2 separate regions of the Gossypium arboreum genome follow, and region 1 is linked to region 2. Evidence: chromatin contacts called from public Hi-C data. All regions are on one chromosome and are shown on one strand. The core of a region is the stretch at or near the end of the contact, and the rest is flanking DNA. Distances in the headings are between cores, read along the strand shown. Region 1 holds the start of LOC108465243 (transmembrane 9 superfamily member 2-like). Region 2 holds the start of LOC108473273 (non-specific lipid-transfer protein 4-like).

Region 1 (3,172 bases), core at 471-2,970, 150 kb after region 2:
TATACGTTAGTGCAGTTCTGACCAAAATTCCTGAAGGTGGATGGATTCCATTTGCCATATCTTTTATACTTGCCTTCATTATGTTCGGTTGGTACTACGGGAGACAGAGGAAGATACAGTATGAACTAACTCACAAGATTGACTTGGGAAGACTTGGAATGCTGTTATCTGACCCGAGTGTGCAAAGGGTTCCCGGATTGTGCTTCTTTTACACTAAAATACAAAACGGATTGACTCCCATCCTAGGACATTATACTAAAAACATGAGATCGCTTCACAAGGTTACTATTTTTACAACACTTAGATATCTACTGGTTCCTAAAGTTTCTCCACATGAGAGGATTGTGGTGAAAGAGTTGGGCCTTAGAGGAGTTTATGCATGTGTGATTCAATATGGTTATGCTGATTCCCTAAACCTTGAAGGAGACAACTTTGTTAGTCAAGTTTTGGATAGCTTGCAAGAGCATATAGAAAACTGCTCCAGTTTACCGTCTGATCATATGCCAGTTCAAGAGGAGATTTCAGAACTGAGCGAGGCAAAAACAGCAGGTGTAATTCATGTTCGAGGAAAAGCAAGGTTTCACATAGGCAAGAGCACCAGCTTCTTTGACAGATTCATGCTTGCCTTCTACGAAGTGTTGCACAAAAACTGTAGGCCTGCACTGCCTGTTCTTGGGGTGCCGCTGCCGCAGTGTCTGGAGGTTGGGATGTTTTACGAAGCTTGAATAGATGATTGTAACAGGCACATCAAGTACCAAGTTCACTTCCACGGAAAAAGAAGAAAAAAAATTAAAGTATATGTTGAAGCTTTACAACCAAGCCATATCAGATTGTGAGTTGATTCATCCCATTTTTAGCGACTTGTTCCATGGTTAAATTTTGTTGTTAGTCCTTGGACTATGCATAAATGTTGATATAGTTATTGTGCTTTAATTTAGTTGATTTTAGTTCCTATTTCAACTTTTGAAAATTTAGTTTAGACTAAACAGTAACTGTTAAATTCAATAGCAGCCTCCATATGAAGTACTCCTTGTTTGTGACGACCTCCATGGTGTTAGTATGCTAAGAATGGTTATTGTATAACTGTTTGTAGTCTCGTCTTTTCTTGTAAAAAAAAAAAGTCATTACATAGCCATTATTTTATACAGTCAGGTGGTTGACTCCACCACTACGTACTGTTTCTCCAAACCAAAGAGGCAAAACTACCTTAGGTGATGGGCTTTACACGGATTTTAATAGGTTAAATTATGTTAATTGTTTTTGTATTGTGATAAAATTTGAAATTTAATTACTATACTTTGAAAGTTACAAATTAAGTCCCACTTTTTTAATTTAAAAATTTCAGTTCCATCATTAAAATTATAAGTATTTTCGGTTAAAAGTTGTTAATTTGGCATATTAATTAAGTTTTCCTAATGTAATGCGACATATAATTGATGGAAAATAAACATGTTATATTGATAAATTTTAACTGAAATTTTAATGAAGATAATGACTAAACTAAAATTTATAAATTGAAAAAGTGAAAAGAATTGAATTTTTAACTTTTTAAGTTAAAGTATAGACACTAACATTACACTTTAACCATTTTAATATCATCTAATTTTTTCTACTGTAAATATTATCTAATTTTGCTTATCTAGATTCAATTCAAATTATTAACAACTTTTTATTATTATAATAAATAATCTAATATTATTTACAAAGAAAAAGAAAATGCTATATATCTCCGTATATGATATGTGATGTGATATACCCACTTTTTGTTTCTCTCTCTTTTTTTTCTCATCATATGTATATATTGCATTGCAGAATTTCACAAATCCTTTCACACATCTTCCTTTTTCTCTCATTATTATCCTACCCAAATGAGAAACTTTGGCAACTCTCCGGCCTTTGTAATCCTCGGAGTTTTTATCCTCTCTTGTGTTTCCCATGTTAGATCCGACGCCTCCGACCACCGTTACAAAGAAGGTGACCCTGTCCCTCTCTACGCCAACAAGGTCGGCCCTTTCCACAACCCCAGGTGGTAACCCTTTTATTTCCTTCCTTCATTACTAGATCTGATTGTTGCTCGTCTTTACAATTCAATGCCTTCATTCCATACCCACCTTTGGAACATTCAAGTTCCAATCTCATATTTACAACTTTTTATTTTTTTGGATTGGGGGTTTATTCTTCAAATTATTTATTTGTTTGTTTGTTTCCAGTGAAACCTATCGCTACTTTGATCTGCCCTTCTGTTCTCCAGGTTCTTTTTTTTCTCTTGTTTTTATTTTTAAATTAGATCTTAAGCAATTCAATTTAGATTTAATAAATGGTGTTGGTTTTTGGAATGGAATTTAGATCATGTAAAGGAGAAGAAAGAAGCATTAGGTGAGGTATTGAATGGAGATCGACTCGTCAGTGCTCCTTATAAACTGAATTTTAAAGAGGAAAAAGATTCTTCCGTTGTTTGTAAGAAGAAACTTTCAAAGGATGAGGTTGTCTTTTTCCGAAAGGCGGTCGAAAAAGATTATTATTTCCAAATGTACTATGATGATTTGCCTATCTGGGGTTTTATTGGCAAAGTTGATAAGGAAGGAAAAGCTGATCCCAGTGAGTACAAGTATTACCTTTACAAGCATATTCAGTTTGATGTACTTTATAACAAGGATCGTGTTATTGAGATCAGCGCAAGGATGGATCCACATTTGCTCGTGGACTTGACTGAGGATAAGGAAGTTGATGCTGAGTTTATGTACACTGTGAAATGGAAGGAAACTGATACTCCTTTTGAGAAGAGGATGGAGAGATATTCCATGTCTTCTTCTTTGCCGCATCATTTAGAGATTCATTGGTTTTCAATTATCAACTCTTGTGTGACGGTTCTCCTTTTGACTGGTTTCCTTGCAACAATTCTCATGCGGGTCTTGAAGAATGATTTCATTAAGTGAGATCTGTTATATCTTTCCTTATTTGGATATAATTCTCTTACTTTTATTTCTTTCATTTTGTTGCTATAAATATTTGATTTGTTATAACAGGTACGGTCAAGATGAAGAAGCAGCTGATGATCAAGAAGAGACTGGATGGAAGTATATTCATGGAGACGTATTCCGTTTCCCAAAGTACAAATCTCTCTTTGCTGCTGCTCTCGGATCTGGAACACAGCTGTTCACTTTGTAAGGAT
Region 2 (3,443 bases), core at 510-3,009:
TTCATGCAATCCTAGAAATAGGACGACATGAATCGACCAGATTAGAGTCAAATCTAATAAGAGAATCGACAACACAAGTTAATGTGATAATATGGGTTTTAATTAGAAAGGTTTCAATTAATCAACCTAGAGTTAGTTGCTCTTATGCTCGAAAGAGATATTAGCATAATTTAGTGATTTCTACAAGTCAATGTGTTAAGTGAAGAAATTGTGTAACTTAGATTGCTGGTGGAAGATTAAATCTAAACGGATTCTTTCCTCGGCATTGTTTCGTTTCTTGTTTGTTACTCGATTATTTTCGTGTTTTGTTCTTTGTCGTGTTCGTTAGTTAATTAAATTAGCTAATTTTAGTTTTAATAGATCATTCGAATTATTCAGTTAAATAATAAAAAGACAATAATTACAAGTACTTGTAGTTACAATTGATAGGTGCACTTGTCTTAGTTAAAATTTAAGTTAACCTCGTGACCATCAGTTACTTCCGTTAACCAATTTACCAAAAACCTAATTTCACTTCTTTCACAAACTAGCAAATTTAAATAAATAAATAAACACAATACAAAAAAGCTACTAAAAAATCTCCTTAGCTAAAGAGAACAATTAGTGAAAAGAAAATATTGAAGTGCACTCAACAATTAGTAAAATCAAAACTCTGTCATTAAAATTTAAACAGTTGTTGGACCTTTCATTATAATATTTTGTCAAAAATTAATATCAATCTCAAGACTAGAAATGTGGTAATAGTGAATAACATATATTCTCTTAATAATTTATAAAATAAATATTTTATTTTTAATAGTAAAGAAGTATATTAAATTTAGAAAAAGGTATAAAATGAAACAAATAGTAATTATGTAATAAGATGTAGAGAAAGGATTATATGAAGCTGTAATTTCATGTTATCTTTATCCCTTTCTAATGTGAAAATGACAAATCAGATTTTTCCTCTTGATTTTTAACTTTTTTCTCTTGAAAAATTTCATATCCAACTAAAAATGCAGAAAATCAAGAGGAAAAATCTGATTTGTTATTCTCCCATTAGAAAGAGACAAGGATAATATAGAATCACAGTTTCGTATAATCCTTTTCTATAAGATGTGTTCTTTTAGCTGGAGTGTGTTTGAGGATAATAATGACTAATAATTAGGTTGTAATCCAATTTGCTTGACTCTTGATTTAATTTCAGATTTTTGGTTGAAATCACTAAATATATGTTGTTTTAATTATTTTCTGCTTTGATTTTCATTGATCATGCATGGCGTTGTTATGTAAGAAACAATATAGGTTATATGAAAGCATATAGGAGAGCACATACATCATGTATATGCTTTTCTTATTGAGATAAGGTCATATCCAGCAGTAGGTTAATAAGTTTAAGCCACGTATAGTCTATTATATTTCAATATATCATAGTGGAGCAAATTATTGAAAGTCTCCAAGCATGCCAAAAAGATAACGGAAACCCTTCGATGCATATGTTCACACTGCCAACTACCCTAAGGCAACCTGAAGAAGAGAACATGCCAGAAAATTTAAACAAAAAAGCCAAGGAAATAGCATTTATGAACCAAAATCTACCAAAGTAACAAGCGATGGATCCTTTCAGTGGGAACATTCAACTAGTCATTACATCTTGAATAACCTAAGGGAAGAAGAAAACACAAAATGCTTCCACGTAAGTCTCCCACAACCACCGCACTAAACCCAAATTTCACCACCCCTAAGGCCGAACCCACCCCCCCCCCTTTTTTTTAAATGTGTGTATAAATATGCATTGGTGGAGGTCAGCAAAATCAGTGTGGAAAAAGAGTGAGTTTCGCAGAGTGTAACAGAGATGGCTTTGAGCTTGAAACCTTATTGTCTGGTTGTTTTGTTTTTGTTTTGGATAAGTTTGAATGCATTGGTCAGTGATGTAGGTGCAGCAGGAGAGTGTGGGAGGACCCCAATCAGGTCGACTGCAGCAAGCTTAAGCCCATGCCTGGGAGCGGCTCGGAATGCAAGGGCTAAAGTTCCTCCAGCTTGCTGCGCCAAGGTGGGTGCCTTACTCAGGACTTCTCCAAGGTGCCTTTGTGCTATTTTGTTATCACCATTGGCAAAGCAAGCCGGGATCATGCCTGGGATTGCTATTGCCATTCCCAAAAAATGCAATATTAGGAACAGGCAAGCTGGCAAAAAATGTGGAAGTAAGTACACTACCCCATTCTGTTTACTTTTTACCCTCCTTTTTTCCGATTTTAAATTCCATATATACCAATACTATAACAAAAAAAGGCCGTAATACAGTAGTTACTGCTTTGCTCTTTATCTTTTGAAAGTGCTGTTTAAATTTATCCAACTTTTACATAAACTAATGCCACGTTTTGGGCTCAAGACTGGCAAATGGTAGGTTATTTGCATATTTCCTTTTGGGGCTTTTGAAAATTAATAGGATAAGCCTCAAGTGATGAGTGGTCCAAGGCACCCTCATTCTTTTCAATGGGCTTTTACCTTTTTTTCCCATTTACTTTAACAATGAGTCTTTTAGGAATATAATAAAATCCATATTGTAATATAATTTAAGATTAATGACAAATTTGGTTATTAATGTTTATATTTTTTATCAAAATGGTCCTAACTGTAATTTTGAGTATTTTTGGTCACCAATCTTTGTTTTTCTTTAAACTATTTTTTCTAAATGATTTGATGAAAGTACCATTAAAAAATTAATGTAGATGTTATGAAATATTTTAATGAAATGTAATTTATTACTTAAGTAACCCAATAAGATAATTACATGTAAAAATAATAAAATAAATAAATCACACATGAAATTAAAAAATAACTCTTAATTTAAAGAAAATAAATGTAATTGTCTAAAAGGATTTCAAAATGAATGCATACAGAGAGGTTTCAAAAGATAATTAATAAATCAAACTGAAAATACTAAATGTGTGTATTCATTTTGAAACTTTCTTTAGATAATTAAGTTTATTTTCTTTTAATTAAGAGTTATTTTTAACTTCATGATTTATTTATTTATTTTATTATTTTCCACATGTAATTATTTTATTGGGTTACCTAAGTAATAAATTACATCTCATTAAAAATATTCCACGTATAAAATTTCATATCGTCTTGTTATTTGACAAAATATAAGCGATAGTGGCTAAATTTGTTATTAAGCCTATAATTTAATAATATCTTTTTTATGTCTAGAAACACTAATTAACCCTAAACCCTAAAGAAATCCCACTATTTTCACTTTTTTACTTGATTGGTTGTCAAGAAAAGAAGTGAAGCAAAAAGTAAAATCCTAAATTTAAAGAGCATAATAAAACACTACTTAATTACTTTTTTTTTCCTTTAAAGGTTTTATTAATCTTAATTATGCTAATATGCTGAGGCTAACAATTAAAATTTTGATACTTTTCAGGGTACACCGTCCCATAAGAAAGAAACCATGA

What was found. A called contact is a pair of places that touch in the nucleus more often than the background predicts.
Region 1: a contact with region 2 is called in a Hi-C map of leaf, with 3 times the contacts expected there. The contact joins the promoter of LOC108465243 here to the promoter of LOC108473273 in region 2. A contact is called at or near these places in 2 of 5 Hi-C or Micro-C datasets (both in leaf).

What each region holds. Positions count from the first base shown.
Region 1 is chr1:43,909,482-43,912,653 of ASM2569848v2, forward strand. LOC108465243 (transmembrane 9 superfamily member 2-like) reads left to right here and starts at 1,721. Exons shown (of 7, transcript XM_017765567.2): 1 at 1,721-2,026; 2 at 2,211-2,251; 3 at 2,347-2,932; 4 at 3,027-3,164. The coding sequence starts at 1,869. It overlaps LOC108465242 (probable potassium transporter 17), which reads left to right. Exons shown (of 8, transcript XM_017765566.2): 8 at 1-1,083. The coding sequence ends at 725.
Region 2 is chr1:43,762,017-43,765,459 of ASM2569848v2, forward strand. LOC108473273 (non-specific lipid-transfer protein 4-like) reads left to right here and starts at 1,760. Exons shown (of 2, transcript XM_017774785.2): 1 at 1,760-2,183; 2 at 3,413-3,443. The coding sequence starts at 1,835. The coding sequence ends at 3,429.